2 separate regions of the Sus scrofa genome follow, and region 1 is linked to region 2. Evidence: chromatin contacts called from public HiChIP or PLAC-seq data. All regions are on one chromosome and are shown on one strand. The core of a region is the stretch at or near the end of the contact, and the rest is flanking DNA. Distances in the headings are between cores, read along the strand shown. Region 1 overlaps SUSD1 (sushi domain-containing protein 1). Region 2 holds the start of HSDL2 (hydroxysteroid dehydrogenase like 2).

What was found. HiChIP or PLAC-seq counts read pairs in DNA pulled down with a chosen protein or histone mark.
Region 1: a contact with region 2 is called in an H3K27ac HiChIP or PLAC-seq map of alveolar macrophages. The contact joins the enhancer-like site here to the promoter of HSDL2 in region 2. A contact is called at or near these places in 4 of 5 promoter capture datasets (fetal liver, liver and skeletal muscle), 17 of 47 Hi-C or Micro-C datasets (alveolar macrophages, blood, embryonic fibroblasts and 10 more) and 2 of 2 datasets of contacts at active chromatin or transcription factors (alveolar macrophages and skeletal muscle).

Annotation. Positions count from the first base shown.
Region 1 is chr1:252,888,829-252,894,397 of Sscrofa11.1, reverse strand. The region is part of intron 8 of SUSD1 (sushi domain-containing protein 1); the gene reads left to right. Among named protein-coding and RNA genes, the nearest start is that of SUSD1, 65 kb to the left of the region's middle. Within about 2 kb of position 4,262, at least 8 of the 83 cell types and tissues checked have an H3K27ac peak or open chromatin away from gene starts, as enhancers often do. A contact at or near this core is called in alveolar macrophages and retroperitoneal adipose tissue, where this site is marked.
Region 2 is chr1:253,121,122-253,126,335 of Sscrofa11.1, reverse strand. HSDL2 (hydroxysteroid dehydrogenase like 2) reads right to left here and starts at 1,864. Exons shown (of 11, transcript NM_001197021.2): 1 at 1,776-1,864. The coding sequence starts at 1,792.

The sequences.
Region 1 (5,569 bases), core at 3,013-5,512, 230 kb after region 2:
CCAGGACTGATTGGGGTGGGGAATCAAGTTGAGAGTGAGCAAGTGGAGAGCAGGAGGCAGCCTAGGATGTTGGGTAGAAAGAGGAGTGGACAGGAAGGAGCTTCAAGAAGTTAGGACAACCCCAAGGCATGTAGTTATCACCTGGATTTTTATAGCATCATAACATTACAGTAAGGTTTATTAAAAAATTTTCTCTCATAATTCTGGTTGTGGGGTGTCAGGACTAATTAAATTCCTTATAAACAAACCTTGAGAAGCCGTTGGTGTCGTTCATTATGTTGGATGAGTTAAGGTAGTTCTCAATAGCTACTAGATGTCCTACTCGAGAAAACTCAACCTTCAGGTATTGCTGCCACGAGGAAGTGGGAAGTAACACGGATTTGGCAGAAATAATCGAAAAGTCTGCCAATCTTAACAGTATCAAGCCAAGTATGAATGATATAAAATAGGTTCCAGGGTACTTGTGTATAAGTAAAACAAAGTGATTTCTTTCTAACTAACTACGATGCAGGAAAAGATGTTGTCAAATTAATACGGTCACTAATTAGAGAAAGTTGTTCAAAATGAACAATAAATTACTGTGGATTATTAGGAATATGTCTTGAAAAGATCATCCCAGGACTCCAAACTCATCGGTCACTGTTCAGCCAGAATGACAGCTTGCTATTCAGTGTCAGCTGTTTTTGCTAATATCCAATTACCTCTTCAAGTTAATTTCCACTGGGAAAAGCATGGCCTTTGGGGTCAGACAGACCTGGATGTGCATCTTGACTCTGCCGTTTAGGCGTTGGGTGACTATGGCTGAGCTTTTTTTAACATCTCCAGATATCTTTCCTCTGTCTGAAATTTAAAGTGGAATTGGATGAAATTTGCAAGTTAATCTAGTGAGAATTGGGGTTGGCATTGAATCTTCCCAACTGGGAACAAGGTACGTTTCTGCATTTGCTCAGTATCTGCTCCAGTTTTGTCTTGCCTGTTTATATTTATGCACTCCGGTGAGGATTTGTCATTCTCCTCCTCCAGAGCCTACACGTTTAGCTCTCTGATTTCATTATTAGCATTATGCTAGTTCTCTTTACGTGAATGGGGAAGCGTTCCATATTTTTTATGCTCTGGAAAAGTTTCTATCACGTCGGAATTATTCCTTTCCTTTATCAAGTTGGACACGTTTGCGCATAAGGTCGTTTTTTTGTCTCACGCCTTTGGGAAATAATTCTTGGAGAACTTTGTCCATTTATTCTGTGATTTGGGGGTTCTGTTTATTTTTCCTACATTTTCTTGAGTCAGTTTTTCATAATCTCTATTTTCCTAAGAATGTCCATTTAGTTGTGATTTTAAATATATTGGGAGACTATCACATGGAATATTTGTTTATAACTCCTCTGGGGTTACAGATTATATAACCTCAGGTTATTTGGATTCCTAGTTTTGTGTTTCTTTTTAACACTTGATTTACTTAGGTTGGGTGTCTGTTTTATTACTGTTCTTTTCCCCAAAGAAAAATCTCTCTCTCTCTCTCTCTTTTTTAAAATTGGTTCTTTTTTCTATCTCGTTCATTCCTCCCCTTCCTTTTTTTTTTTTTTTAAATTATTTCCTCCCTGGTTCGCTTAAGTTGGTCATCTTGTTCTATTACTAAATTCTTGAGTTGAATGCATAATTCAGCTTATTTCCATTGTTTTCTGTTTGTTAATAAAAGTCTTCAATGCTTCTTTCTCCCTTCTGGATTTGGGCTTTGACGGAATTCCTCACGCATGAATACTTGCTCTCTTTATCTTTACTTTCAAGACAAGGTATAACTGCTATTCTGAATTTCCTTTGATTGAAGAATTATTTATGAGGATGTTAATATATGTTCTTTTTATTTTTACTATCAAGGCATTGTATATTTGCTGTTTTGGTTTCCCCATTGATCGAAGGATTAATTATGTATGTTGTCAAGTGATGGGTTTAAACATTTTCCAACGTTTACACTTTGTTGTTAATTTCCAGTGTTTTCATATTTGGTATTCACTGGGGGGACTTATTTCCTTGGGGCTTACTCTTTGGCAAGGGTTTGTGATAATAGGTAGAGTGCTTATAAGTAAGGTAAGATCTAGTCTTTTTTTTTTTTTTTTTTGTCTTTTTTTGCTATTTCTTGGGCCACTCCTGCAGCATATGGAGGTTCCAAGACTAGGGGTCAAATTGGAGCTGTAGCTGCCGGCCTACACCACAGCCACAGCAACACCAGATCCTTAACCCACTGAGCAAGGCCAGGGATCGAACCTGCAACCTCATGGTTCCTAGTCGGATTCGTTAACCACTGTGCCATGACAGGAACTCCCCAAGATCTAGTCTTAAATTAACTCTAGTAGTTAGGTTTTTCAGGATTTCCGTAGTTGTTTTTCCTCTTACTTGAATTGGCATTTTTCTACTTCTTGTAGAAATTCTTGTAGAAATTTCGCTTCACACATTTTGATGTTGTGATATTTATGTTCATGATTGATTTCTTAATTGTAAGTTCTAACTTCCCCTGTTAATAAGTGGCTCACTTTATCCTGTTTAATATTTTGGGCCTTGAATTATACTTTGATAGTAATATCTGTTTTCTTGATTTCTTTGCGCTCTATTTGCATGGTATGGCTTTGCCCACTTTTGTTCTTCCTTGAAGCTAGCTGGATAACATTGCTACGATCAACTCTAGGAGATGGCTTATGTTGCAAGCCTTTTTGAGGAAAGTAGTCATTAAGCAATTTAGTGTTGCTTGTGATATGATTTTCCTTTCATTCCGACATCTTAATTTTTTCTTTTTTTATGCTACATTGCTATGTCCATTGTTTTCTTTTTCTGCTGTACAGATTTTCTTTTTTCAGTGATTCAGGCAGTATAAGGTTTGCTTTTATTCTACATTGTATTTTAAAAAGCAAAAACAAGGCAATCCTACTTGAATGTGTGTTACTCTTATTACCAGTGTCAAGACTGAAAAATTTTAACTTCTCCCCCAGTAAGAAAAGGAAGTCAGCATTCTTTACTTCCTTTTATTCCTTCCCCTCTTGCTTCCTATATGTTTTTGGTATAATGCAACATTTTATTGCCAGCTTCTTATTTTTAATTATGTTAAACCTGCATTACATCTTAAAAAAATTCATTGTATGTGGATTTATGGCCATTTTTATAATACTTTTTTTAATAGCTGCATCTGCCGGGGAATGAATCTGAGCCACAGCTGTGACCTACACCACAGCGGTGGCAACGCTGGATCCTTTAACCCATCGCGCTGGTTGGGGATCAAACCCTTGCCTTTGCAGCGACCCAAGCCACTGCAGTTGGACTCTTAACCCACTGTGCCACAATGGGAACTCCTGTAATAATTACCTCAACAGATATATGTTTTCATAGTTTCAGAGCTTACTGCCATTCCTTTCATACCAAAGTTTCTCTGTTCTTTTTCTATATTTTTATTTCTCTCTCTGTACAGTGATTTCTGTCTTCTTACTGAGGAGCGAGATATTTCTCTGAGCCCAGGATTGTCTGAGAATGTCCTTTCGTTGCCTTCCCAAGTGAATGGGAGCTTGACTGAAGACAAAATTCTTGGGCCATCAACTCTGTGGTCAGAATTTCTGGAGGCATTTCACATTGGCTTTTGGAATTTAAAAGTTTTGAAAGAGGAATTTGAAGGTGTGATTAAAAAAAAAAACAAAAAAACAAAAAAACCCTATGTAGACAATCTGACTTTTCAGCCTGGATATCATAGAGACTTTTTTTATATGTGAAATTCAAGACTTTAATCACTTACTCATGCACGTGGTAGATGCTTATTAACCACCTCCTTTGTGTGTGACGTTGTTTTAGGCACTGGGAATTCAATAGCGAATGAGATGGAAATCTTTTTGTGAAACTTCAGTCATGGATTATATACATGTTTTTGTTTTTCACCAAGTTTTCCTAGTATCCTGTGCCTTTTTGGATCTTCAGATTTCAGTCTAGCTACACATTAGGAACCGTTTCTTTCATTAAATCTCTGATTATTGGGGTTTTTTGTTTGGTTTTGGTTTTGGGGTTTGTTTTGGTTTTTGCTCTTCGAACACTTCTCTGTGGAATGTCTTGTCTGTCTGCATTGGTCTTCCATTTTCTCTCTTTTTTTTTTTTATTCATGCCTTTTTTCCTCTGCTTTCTGTGAGGACACGGTAGCACTGTTGTTCCTTCTGTGCTTGTGTGCGTACATGCATCGACATTTCTGATACACTTTAAATTCCGTTGTTGCACTTTCATTTCCTTTTGGTTTTTGTCTCTTTTAGTTCCCTTTTTATTTCTGCCTCCCTCAACCAATTTCCTCTCTGCTGTCACATTCTCTTGCCGTCTCATCTTTTATCTGTTTGCATCCATCTCTAACATTTTTTTCTGCAAGTACAAAACAGATGTTGCTGAATTTTGCCATTATTTTGCTGTATTTTTTTCTTTTTTTTGAAAGTGCTCATTCTTTACCTTCTAGGCGCAATCTCCCTCTTCTTCTTTGTAAAATCATTTCATGGACTCCCCCCCCAATTACTTATCCTTGGAAGATAAAGTTTTATCTAGGTTTGATATTTCCCTTGTAATGAGATGGATGACATTCCCTTTGATCTTGCTTTTTATTGGATAGTACTGGGATGCTTATCTCAGATCTCATCTTGAAGGATTTACTGCTGGTCCTTATGATCCTGTGTCCTTTGGGAGGCAGCTGTGAGAAAGCCTACTGCCCTGAACTTTCTTTCTGAGCACTTTGCTGTCCTGATTGGTGAAGCTCTGGCTCTTGGGCCAGCTCAGCACTGCCTGGCTTCATGATGGTGCTGTAGCCTACAGAGGCAGGGAGGAACCCAGTCCCTCCTTCTGCCAACCCAGGCTCTCTGTCAGGTGGAATCTCCAGGTCCCCAGCCTCCCTTTGGAAGTCCTTCCCTGTCAGTAATCTCCTTCGTGCTAAGGAAAGGCTGTTATTATTATTAGGAGTAATAATAGGAGTAGTAAGAGTAATAGCAGTGTATATATCCTGGGCACTTATTAGAGTAGCCTGGTGAATTACAAACACACACACACAAACAAAACAAACACAGATGTCCAAGCTTTACTTCATATCTGCCATGTCTGGGTGATTCTGCTGTGCTTTTAGGCTTGGGAACCACCAGGCTAACTGGCTCCAGATGGAGCAGTCCTGTGGCCTGTGCTTCTAGCCTCCACCTCTGTGGACTCCCGTCTTCCCCCGGTTCCTTCCTTTGCCACTTTGGGACCCTGCTCCTTTGCTTGGAAGGCGTGTTGTATGGTATCTCCTGGCATCTTTCTTTGCCTAGTCTCTTCCGCACTGCTAAGCAGAAATGTCTTCATGTATCTGCCTCATGGGTGGCAATCAACCCTTCCTTCCAACCCAGATGCAAATTTTGACCCATTTTCACTATTCTCAGTCTCTTCTGTCAGGATTGGAGGTGGGAAGTGGGAGCCAGATGCTTTTGTTTTCCCACTATAATGGCTCTAAGTGGGAAAATCATATTGAGATGGAAACTCTGCAGACAGTACTTTTGCTTCATGTTCTGTTTGTGTTCAGACATGTCCTGTATGTGGT
Region 2 (5,214 bases), core at 615-3,114:
CAGATGCAAACCATTACATACAGGAAGGCTAAACAATAAGGTCCTACTGTATAGCACAGGGAATTACATTTAATATCCTGTGATAAACCATAACAGAAAGGAATATGAAAAAGAATGTATATATGTATATAACTGAATGTGTATATATATGTATAACTGAATCTCTGCTGTACAGCAGAAATTAACCCCCCCACCCCCGCTTTTTAGGGCTGCACCTGTGTCATATGGAGGTTCCCATAATCAGAGCTATAGCTGCTGGCCTACACCACAGCCACAGCAACAACAGGATCCAAGCAGATCTGCGACCTACACCACATCACCACATCACCTACACCACATCTCACAGCAACACCAGATCCTTAACCAGGGACTGAACCCATGTCCTCATGGATACTACTTGGGTTCATTACCCACTGAGCCACAACATTTTAAATCAACTATACTTCAAAAAAATATATTTTTAAGGAAAAAAAAAAAAAAAAAAGGCCTCTTTGCCTTTGGTCTAGTTGGACTGATTCCCAGTAGGATAAAGAACATGTTCATGCTCAAAGTCTCAGGCATTGGCAGAAAGAAAGGCAAAGGCAGCTTTCCTCTTAACCTGAAGACTGGATCTCAACTACTAAAACCCCTCCATCTCAAGAAAAAAAGTTTCCAAATTCATCAGTACCACTGGAGGATGACTAAAACTTAACCTACACTACAATTCTCCAAAATTCTCTGGTACCTCAAAATTCTGGTAAATGTGATGAAACTTTTATTTTTAAGACAGAAAAGCAATCACAAAAAGTTCATTTAAAAGTTCATTTAAAAAAATAAACATCAAAGAATAACCAGGAATATTCTGAAAAAAAAAATCCAAATGTGGCAGGATTTTCCAAGATCTAAAATATTTTATAAAACTAGAGCAGTTAATGTAGTTTGGTACTGGTAACATGAATACAGTCCAAAGTAACAGAATAAAAAAATGAATAAACAGTGAGTTTTCTAACTCACTTCCTATGCCAAAATATTATGCAAAACAGTACATCATTTCAGGAAAATAAAAATCTGAATGGAAAAAAAAATCATACAAAAATACTAGAATATTTACAAGTTAAAAAACAAAACAATTTAAGATGACAACAGCTTACAGCTTTGTCACAAAAACACAAAAGCCTTAAAAGAACAGATTGATTCCTGGTGGTGCAGTGGGTTTAAGATCCAGGTTGTCACTGCCATGGCCTGGGTCCCATCCCTGGCCTGGGAACTTCCACATGCCTTGGGCCTGGCCAAAAGAAAAAGTTCTCTCGAAAGATACCCATACTTTAAGATTAGTTTAATTTGTTAGTAAAGTCTCTGTGTAAACACCTCATCCTTTTATTCTTCCAGAACTGAGCGTTCGGAACAAGAGGAGAATCATTAGGTGTCCCTGTGACCTTTCACCTAGAACTCAAAGGCCTGCAGCAAGGCCGCTATTGCAAGACAGCTATTGCTAAGCCGAAGGTGGGACGCGCTCTTGGGGCGGCGGGGTACCTCGCTCAGAATTCTTTACCTGTGGAAGAGGTTTTAACATGGCTGTCATCCCGAAGTAGTCAACTTTGCGTTACTTTTCATGAGTTACCGCAGAGTCGAAGAATCCCGCGGCCAGCGTGGGGCAGCGTTCCAGACCGCGCCGGGCAGCTGCTTTAATCCTCCCACCGCGGGGGTCGGGCCACCCAAGCCATCTACTCCGGCTCCACCTAGCCCCGCACTCCGCCCGGCCTGGTCCCTTCCCCGTGGCGCTCGCATCCTCTTACCCGGTGTTGGGCAACATAACTTCCGCGGACCAGAGTCGGTGGCAACAACCGCCACAGGAAGGAATACTGCAAATAGAAGCTGACTTTCTGCTCCGCATTTAGCCCCGCTCCATCCCCGCCCCCTAGGGCCCCGCCCCAAGGCCTGCGGGAGAATTGAGTGCTCCAAAGAGCGGAAGGGGGCTGAGTGCGCCTGCGCACGCAGTTGTCCTCTTTGGCGCTAATTTCCAGCTCCCCCCGCCTGGCCCCTGGAAACCGGCTCTGTGCGCAAGCGCTCTGAGAGACAACTCTGCCCCACCCCGCGTGCGGGGCTCTACGGGGACAATCGGTGCCTACCCCGCGTCTGGAGTAGTGGTGCGTCAGCCGCTCAGTACGCCCTCCCCAGGGCTGTGAACGGTTTCTCGCCCCTGTGCTGAGTGCCTTTGCCGGCGGGATGACCCTTTGAGTCGTGCAGCAGGGACCTGGAGGGCTGAGGTGCAGCTTCTCAGCGGATTTTTGGCTCTCTCTCCACAATGGCACCTGGGCGCCTGCCCGGCTGCACGCGCGCCTTCAGAGGCACTTCTTAGGAATTGCTTTTCCTCGGCAGATAAGCACCTTCTCCCAGAAGCCGGCCAGCGTCGCAGTTCAACTCTGCCACCGAATTTGGACTAACGCCGGTAGGCCGATAGATAGATAAAGAAAGCCCTTGGAGAAGGGCAGCTTCTGGATCAGACCTCTATACACACTAATCGTGCCGAAGAACTCAGAGTTAACCTGGATTTTGCGACTCTTAGCCAGTATCTCGGTGAGGAAATTCCCAAATTCGGTGGGATAAAGTGAATTCTGGGAGCCAGTATTGCTTTTGGTATCCTTGGACATAGCTCAGCAACCCTAATGAACTAAAGACTGGCATAATATTTTTAGGGAGATGTGAAGAAATTCTGTTTTTGAAGAGGTAGAGCAGGATGACGAGGTTGTTTTATGAAGACTGGTTAAAGAAACTAGTCTGAAGCTAGGATATGTACTATCCCTTTTATTACAAGCCCTAAATATCTCTATTTGCTCATTTATGTATCTTGCCAGTCTCATAGGCATTTGAATTTGTCATGTATGATAAGGTCCTTAGAAACTCCGGAGGAATTTACTTACTCAAATATTAGCACCTACTGTGTGCTGGTCACTGGAGATACAGCAGGGCAAAAAAGGTAAGGCCTCGGCCTATGTAGGAGGAATGAGTAACCAATGTTTTTTAGACCTGTAAATATTAGGTGTTTTAGAAAGTGCATTGGTAGGGACTGTTAGATGAAAAAACCTTCCACTCCTTAAAGAAAATGAAGACCACCTACAGAATGGAAAATATATATATATACTTGCAAGCCATATATGTCTTATAAGGTCTAGTATCCAAAATGTATGAAGAATGCTTACAACGCAGCAACAAAAAGAGGAACAACCCCCAAGTTAAACATGAGCAGAGGACCTCAATAGACATTTCAACAAAGAAGATATACCAAAAGCCAGAAGTCACATGAAAAGATGCCCAACAGCATTAGTTACTAGGGAAATACAAATCCAAACCATGGTGAAATTTTACACCCACTAGGATAGCTAGAAAAGATGGAAAATACTAAGTATTGACCAACATGTAGTGAAATTGGGGCACTCATTCATTGCTAGTGGGAATGTAAAATGGCATGGCCACTTTGGAAAACAGTTTCGCAGGTGCCCCAAAAGTTAAACCTGGTTACCGTCCACTGGATATCTACCTAAAAAAAGAGAAGTTCCACTCATTGGAAGATATCCAAAATAAATGAAACATGTCGAGAATAACCACTAGATGGCACTGATATTTTAAAATTCAAAATCATGTAACACGAGAAAGGTTAATTTATTAACAATATTGTGAGAGCGAGATACCTATATGTGTTGTGTGTGTGTTTTGGATTAGGGCAAAAATAGCATGAGGTTCTTTATAGGATTCTCGTATAGGGGAATTAAGAGGAGGTATAAATTTTAAATTCCTTGAAAGAATACCTTTGTGAACTGGAGACTGGCACTTGGCATCTGCCTTTATGCAGATTGAATCATGAACCACTACAGCAGCTGTCCCTCAAGACCTGCTGAAAGGAGTTCAGGGTGGAGATCAGGAACAAGGCACTCGGTGCTCTGGGAAAACTGGCAGAACAGGTTAGACTGTTCAGGAGATTTTATGAGCCCAATTCTTGCATCTCCTGATTCTAGAAAAGCACTAAAATCCATCCTGGTGATGTCTGCTCCTCCTGACTAGCAGTAACCTTCACAAGACTGGCAGCGGTCTTCTGTAAAAATGTGTGTGCTTCATTCATTGCATGTCCCTTCCCCTTCACCAGAATCACATACATACTGACATTTCCCCCTGCCTCTCTGGATGTTTCAGAGCTATCTGAAATGCTGCCTCCTGGGCTATAGCCTTCATTTTGCCCCAAATAAAACTTAACTCTTAACTTTTAGGTTGTGCGTTTTTGTTTTCGTTTTTTTGGTTTTTTGGGGTTTTGTTTTGTTTTTTTGTCTTTTTGCCATTTCTTAGGCTGTTCCCGAGGCACATAGAGGTTCCCAGGCTAGGGGTCCAATCGGAGCTGTAGCCATCGGCCTACGCCAGAGCCACAGCAACTCGGGATCTAAGCTGCGTCTACAACCTACACCATAGCTCACGGCAACACTGGATCCTTAACCCACTGAGCAAGGCCAGGGATTGAACCTGCAACCTAATGGTTCTTAGTTGGATTTGTTAACCACTGAGCCACAACGGGAACTCCTCCAGTTGTGCAAATTTTTTAATACTTTGAATCATTAGAACAATGTGATAATCTCATTTATATTACTTTTAAGTTATAAAATAGTCAAACTTATCTTCACTTGTTTATGACTGCTAAAGTTTAATTCTATAAAAAAATAGTTTTCAAATACATAGGTTGAAAATGCCAACTTAAATTGAAATAGCAAAGGATATGACATTGAAAATAAGTGTAATCTTAAATTAGCAAATAAAGACTCTAACCCTGATCTTGCACAAGAATATCTTTTCTTTCTTTCTTTCTTTCTTTCTTTCTTTCTTTCTTTTTTTTTTTTTTTTGGTCTTTTTGTCTTTTTAGGGCTGCACCTGCAGCATATGGAGATTCCCAGGCTAGGGGTCCAACTGGAGCTGCAGCTGCCGGCCTACACCACAGCCACAGTAACACCAGATCCGAGCCGTGTTTGTGACCTATGACACAGCTCATGGCAACACCAGATCCATAACCCACTGAGCAAGGCCAGGGATCAAACCCAAGTCTTCATGGATGCCAGTCAGATTTGATAACTCCTGAGCCATGACCGAAACTCCTACATTTTCTGAGGGCTTTTATTGCAGTAACATTAAAGTTTGTTGACACAATCCACATAAGTAAATTTTTCATCCAGACCTAGTACACACACAGTTTTCTAT